2 separate regions of the Mus musculus genome follow, and region 2 is linked to region 1. Evidence: chromatin contacts called from public HiChIP or PLAC-seq data. All regions are on one chromosome and are shown on one strand. Each heading gives the region's core, a stretch centred on a gene start, on an enhancer-like site or on the middle of the called end of the contact. The rest is flanking DNA. Distances are from core to core; before and after follow the strand shown. Region 1 holds the start of Lmbr1l (limb region 1 like). Region 2 holds the start of Mcrs1 (microspherule protein 1).

Evidence for each region. HiChIP or PLAC-seq counts read pairs in DNA pulled down with a chosen protein or histone mark.
Region 2: a contact with region 1 is called in an H3K27ac HiChIP or PLAC-seq map of extraembryonic endoderm stem cells. The contact joins the promoter of Mcrs1 here to the promoter of Lmbr1l in region 1. A contact is called at or near these places in 4 of 39 promoter capture datasets (the HPC-7 cell line, cranial neural crest, hippocampal neurons and 1 more), 1 of 484 Hi-C or Micro-C datasets (CD4 T cells), 4 of 115 datasets of contacts at active chromatin or transcription factors (the 230-238 cell line, embryonic stem cells, extraembryonic endoderm stem cells and 1 more) and 1 of 9 other capture datasets (adipose tissue).

The regions. Positions count from the first base shown.
Region 1 is chr15:98,916,721-98,919,834 of GRCm38.p6, reverse strand. It overlaps Lmbr1l (limb region 1 like), which reads left to right and starts at 1,737. Exons shown (of 17, transcript NM_029098.3): 1 at 1,737-1,985. The coding sequence starts at 1,914. Gm41396 (a long non-coding RNA gene) reads right to left here and starts at 1,866. Exons shown (of 5, transcript XR_001781764.2): 1 at 1,779-1,866; 2 at 813-922.
Region 2 is chr15:99,250,327-99,253,491 of GRCm38.p6, reverse strand. It overlaps Mcrs1 (microspherule protein 1), which reads left to right and starts at 1,531. Exons shown (of 15, transcript NM_016766.3): 1 at 1,531-1,630; 2 at 2,910-3,029. The coding sequence starts at 3,020. 1700120C14Rik (RIKEN cDNA 1700120C14 gene) reads right to left here and starts at 1,704. Exons shown (of 3, transcript NR_045627.2): 1 at 1,491-1,704.

The DNA.
Region 1 (3,114 bases), core at 488-2,987:
GAACACAAAATCTGCACATGTTCAGTACAGACATAATTTTGTTCCCAAGACTTTTTTTCATGGTGTTGGGAATCAAATCCAAGGTCTTGCTCATGCTAAGTTCTTTATCACTGTGTAACATTCCCAGCCCTAGATGTATTTTGCTGTTGTATTTTGAAGCAGGGTCTCTCTTTGTATCCCAGATGTGTTTTTAGACTTGGTCTCTCATTAGGACTTGGGGCTACATGAATAGGGTTCGCTGACTAGTCTAGTCAGCAGACCCTAGGGATCCTCCCGTCCACACCTCCCCGGGTTCACCAGCCTGCACTACTCATTAATTGTGGGTGCTAGGAATGGAACTTAGGTCCTTCTCCTGTTACCAACTGAGCCATCTCTATAGCTACCCCTCCCAAATGGTTTTTGCTTTGTGTTTGAGATTAGCTGAACCCACAGATGTAGAACCCAACAATGCAGAGGGCCAACTATATAAACATAAATGTATACACGGGATGTATTTATTTTGTTTTTGAGACAAATTCTCACCATGTTACTCTGGTTGTCCTAAAACATTATGTAAAGGGCAGACTGGCCATGAATTTATAGATCCACCTGCTTCTGCCTTCCTAGTGCTGAATTAAAAGACGTGTGCCACAATGCCCAGATGGTTTCTGAATCTCAAAGTAGGACTGGGCCAACCTCTATTTTCTAGTTTCAAATTAAAACGTTAAAACGTTAAAATGTTAAAACATTAAAATTAGATAAAGGCTATAAAGAGAACAGCACATAGCAGGGAGTTAATGTTTGGGAGTTAATGTTTTACTCAACCCACTCACCAATATTCCCTGGGATATTTCCTCAGTTTCGGGATAGCCTGGGCCTGGTAATACATGCAATCAACTAGGAAGCTGAGAATTCAAGGGTAGCCTGGTTTGCATCGCAAGACCTGTCTCAACAAAACAAAAGTTTCATGACATTTTTAAAAAGTCTCCTGTTTTTTTGTTTTTGTTGTGGTTTGTTTTTTAACTATTTGTTCTCTAATACCCTAGGCCTTCCACAAAAATAACTGTGTGAAAGCTGTCTGGAGTGGCAGGGAAACTCCAATAACAAATAAAAAAACGCATCGGGCAGTGGTGGCACAAGCCACTAATCCCAGCACTTGGGAGGCAGAGGCAGGCGGATTTCTGAGTTCGAGACCAGCCTGGTCTACAGAGTGAGATCCAGGACAGCCAGGGCTACACAGAGAAACCCTATCTCGAAAAACCAAAAATAAAAATAAAGAAAAAGAAAAGAAAACGCTATGGACCTTTGGGTTACAGGCAGCCGTCCCTTCAGAAGACCCCGTGGTGCTTACATCTTCTCGACGGGCTGACCTGATCCCAACCTTATTCGTTTAAACTAAAATCCTGACGGATACACATCCTGGAACCAACCCTCACATCTCAGCCGTGGACCACAAGGACTCTTAGTTTTAGAACAGCTTCGACAGGCCAAAAACATCCCGCCTCCTTTCCCAGAATGTCCTATCAGCGCACTCCTAGCGATGACCGACAGTCTACGAGGAACCAGTAAGTTCCGCTCCTCTGAAGAAACCCGCCCAGGCCTTGTGTCGTCACTGGGCACCAAGCCTGGCACTTCCGCGTAGCCGGGCGGCGGGTACTTGCGTTGAAACGTGCTTGCGAGTGACCCCACCTTAAAGGGGAGGGGACCGAGGGGGACCCGAGCCCTTTAAGACTAGGCGGGCTGGGGCCTGCCCCTTTAAGGGCGGGGCGTCCGACCGCAGAATCTGAGCCCCAGATTACCTTGAGTTTCCGTCACGGGCAGCGAGGAGAGGCGCTTAGGCTGGGTCCGGGTGCTTGGCGGGCGGCGGCGGCCTCATCCCCGCTCGTCCTCCCCGGGCCCGGAGACACCCCCGCCCCAGTCATGCTGAGCAGAGTATGGAAGCAGCTGACTACGAAGTGCTATCCGTGCGAGAACAGCTGTTCCACGACAGGGTCCGCGAGTGCATCGTGAGTCCGGGACCTGGGCGGGAAGGGGCCGGGCCGAGGTGGGAGGGGCGCGCCGCGATGGAGACGGGAAGTCCAGCTGCCTGGGCTCCGGAGCACCTCGACCCCTGCGAGCGCCGGGGCCGGGCCGGTGAACTCCCGGTCGGGTCGGCTGGGTCCCTGAGCCGTAAACAAAGCCGCCGGGTTTCCGTTCCTCGGCCGCTCGCCCCTCCCCCCGCCCCTTCTACTCCACCCCCGTGGGCGTTCCTGGCGATGGGGGTCCTCTAGTGTGGAGCGTTTGATCCTCTGGAAAAGGATGGATTTGCTTCGGGACAAGTTAGTGTGCGTGTTCCCCCTTAAAAGTAGATGAAGGGCAACCATGGTTGATGTTGAAATGAAGGGAGACTCGGTCACATTGAGCAGTTAACCGGGGACATGCGATGGTGGCGCGAGGGGCGAAGGAAAAGTGGGAGCTGTAGTGGGTCCTCCCACTAAGGAAGAAAGAAGTCCTGTCCGACGAGATGGGGTTGTAAGAAGTGGAGATGGAGGAACACCGAGGTTTCCCCGCCTGTTTTCTCTCCCCTGTAGTAGTGGTTGTTTTCATTCCTTCTGTGATTGAATCCTGGGCCTCTGGCATGCAGCATGCCAAACACAAGCCAATACAATGACACACACCCCGCACGACTTCCGGATAATTTGTTTGACACTCAGACTGGGTTTCCAGCCATCCCGTGTGAGTTCTCATGTGTGGGTGGGGTGGGGTGGGGTGGGGTGGGGGTGGGAGGGTCCCGGGTCCGCAGTGATCCTGAGCGCATCTAGCCTGTATTTCTTATTCTTTAAGCATTAATCTAGAATTGCAGTTGAACTTTCCATACGGCAGTGTACTACTCTAGGGTAGGAGCACCCGTGGGACTTAGGGAAATCTATTTTCCTTGGGCCTGCTTTGAATGATAATCTCTTTGTCTGCTGGGTTTTTTTGTTTTATTTTGTTTTGTTTTCCCAGAGAGCTCTGCACATACTAAATGAAAAGGGAAGGGTTTGGAGGAGTGGAAGGAGATCTTACTGAATAAAGGGGAGGGCTCAGATGGTGTCTTTCTTCATTTTTCTCAGGCTGAGCTTTAGGCTACCCCTTGGCATGCTTAGATTGAAGAAA
Region 2 (3,165 bases), core at 282-2,781, 330 kb before region 1:
ATTTCACTCCTACTTAAAAACAAACAAACAAACAAACAAAAACTCTTTAAAGAAGAAAGCCCAATTAATTGTCATCTGTATAGATACTAAACCACACTATATTTTGCACAACCCACCAGACTGTGTCCTAGTTTGTTTTTAATTGCTGTGATCAAAACACTGTAACTAAAGGCGACCTGGGAAGCAAAGGGTCTATTTCATCTCATAACTTTCTTTTTTTTTTTTTAAGATTTATTTATTGGTTATATGTAAGTACACTGTAGCTGTCTTCAGACACTCCAGAAGAGGGAGTCAGATCTCGTTATGGATGGTTGTGAGCCACCACGTGGTTGCTGGGATTTGAACTCCAGACCTTTGGAAGAGCAGTCGGGTGCTCTTACCCACTGAGCCATCTCACCAGCCCCTCATCTCATAACTTTCAAGTCACTGTCTATTACCGAGGAAAGTTGGGGCAAGAACCTCAAGGCAGGCACTGCTTAGACCTCCCACATCTATCCAAACAAGAAAACACACCCCAGACTTGCCTACCAACCAGTCTGAAGGAGGCATTTTCTCAACTGAGCGCGAAGATTCTAGCTAGTTTCAAGTTGACAAACCTCTAACAAGCACACTGTATACCAGAAAACTTTGTTTTGGGAGCGATAAAGCAAATACATGCTCGTTAAATAAGTAACAGTATATTATGAAGAGAAGACTTGCAACTTGTCAGGGTCGTCCATTTGACACTTAAGTTCAGGATGTCAGGCACGCTGGGCAAACGCTCTTCCCGGAAGCTCCTCCAGCCAGAGCTGCTCCACTTTTGTGCCCCTCAAAGAAGGCATGAAAGAGCTATTAGAGCCCAGTCTCCCTAGCTTTCCCGGGCATCTCTCACGGCCCCAAAGTCTGGACGTCTCCTGTTCTCTGGGAACTAGTTCTTTCTTTCAAAACAGTTTCCTCAGGGAACACTGTCCTCTGAAAAGGATTCGGTTGGTTTGCTGGCTACCCACGACTGACCCCAGCAGTCTAGATGGAGTTCTTCTGGCGTAAGCAACTGGCGCCGCTCCTTCTAAGGAGTGTTTCCTTAGGAACGCGGCCACCATCCTGCATCTCCCCCTTAGACAGGAATTTTCGGGATCGTACTGTACGCCACAGTTAGAGCAAACTCTCCAACATGTTCCTCCAGTCCTGTGCTTAGCAAAGAGCCTGACCGAATCCCTTATCTGAAAACACTGGCAGATAAAACAATACAAGATTTGGTCCAGAGAGACCTACCAAGGTTAGTGCTAATTACGAATGCACGGCGGCCCCGCCCCTCCCAGCGTCGCCTGGGCGGGGTCTCAGCACAAGCCCCGCCCTCCCGCTGCGTTTTCCAACACGGAAACCTCCGCGGTTCCTATAATTAACACTGCCTGGTGCCTCCCTAAGCGCTTCTGCCAACCGGGAAAGCTGTATTTCCGGCTCCCCGCAAAATGGTTTCCACTAAGGCGCACGGCCACGCCCCTTCCACTTACGGGTCCAGGACGAACCGGAAGAGATCGTCCAACCCTTCGTTCGCAACCCGGAAGTAGATGTGTCTCACGGAAGCCGGCTTTGGCCCTGCGGCTCCTGCCGTCGCCGCGGAGAAATTGTTGGAGCTGGCAGCCTAGGAATGGTGAGACCCCGCGACTCGTCTCCTAGTGTTCTGAGTAGACCTGGAGGGTGAAGTGGAGTTTCCCAACGTGCCTCGGGGCACAACCCCACAACAAGATTTGGGGCCCCGCCCCGGTATCGCCCCGAAAAATCTGCGCATGCGTAAGTCCGATCAGGCCAGGCTCTGGCCTGCGGTGTTACGCATGCGCACAGGTGGCATGCTTGAGGTGGGATGAGAATTGTCTGGGAGTTGGTCCTGGTTCGCTACCACCGGCCTGTGGGCCTCAGAGCCAGATGGCGAGATCGATGCAGTAGTATGGAGCCGAAGAGTTGACTAAATTACCACTGCTCCCCAGAGTCCCTGAAACAGACCTGCACTGATCCCTCACCTTGGGGGTGCCCTGTCGGGAGGAGGGAAGGGAAGGAGGGCAAGCACTTTGCCTTAGTTGCTCGTGGGACTGGACACCTGCACCCCCCTTCTGTGGTACCCACGGAGCTGGTCGTGGAGCGTCCTTAAAGGCAGAGCCAGAACTTTGCTCTACGAGACGCCGGAGTCAGGAGGGGCGGGGCTGCCAAAGCGCTGGGTATTCATACAGTTCCCAAACCACGTTTGAATCGTCCGAAGGAACCACCCGCTTTAGTAAAAGCTGCAAATGGAAGGGAAAGCAAAAGGGTAGCGAGATAGTGGGATTCCATCTACCTTCCCAGGCTGTGGCCTGGGGGCAGGCTGGTGCTGCTGATTTGAGTAGACAGGCAAAGGAAAACAAATGAGTCAGGAATCCCTTGACCCTTTCTGGTTAACGTTCCAAATGCTTAATTTAGGATTCACTGGTAAAATTAAGAGAGATCTCTGAGCCTAATACGTTTTTTCCCACATCTTTTTATCATTCACACAAAGGCCTCAGTGACTCCCACATAGCTACTTATATTTTTTGTTTTTATTGTTTGGAGCAGAGGCTCACCATTATATAGATAGCCCTGGCTTGCTCTGTAGACGAGGCTGGCCTTAAAGTCAACAGAGATCCACCTGCCTCTACCTCTACCTCTACCTCTACCTCTACCTCTACCTCTACCTCTACCTCTACCTCTACCTCCGCCTCCACATGCTGGGATTAACTGTCAGAGCCATCAGACCAGGTAATAGCTACTAATGGTTAGGTGCAATTGAGAGTAGAGCTCTTTTGCCTCTTCCCACTACCTCAGACAGGGTGCACGAGTGCACGAGGATAAGGGATTGGTCAGTCAGTAGGTTTGGCCTGTTGGAAACCCGAGCCTGAGGGAGCCTTACCTCTCCTTCCCAGACTCTCTTCTCAGCATCCAAGCTCGCTTGGTCAGAACCCTTGGATGAGCCTGTGGGACCCTTCCTCCTAGCCCTGTGGTTTGGAGCCGGAGGCTTTGGGACTGTGAGAGGATGGACAAAGGTAGTGTGAGGCCCGGCCATCTCCCCAAGCTCTCGGGCGCCAGGCAGCCTCTGACTCTACCCCTTGCCTTGCACGAGTGTCTCTCGGTCTTGGCCCGGCAATGCCACCTACCACCCCCCTCCCCTGGGCCAGCACC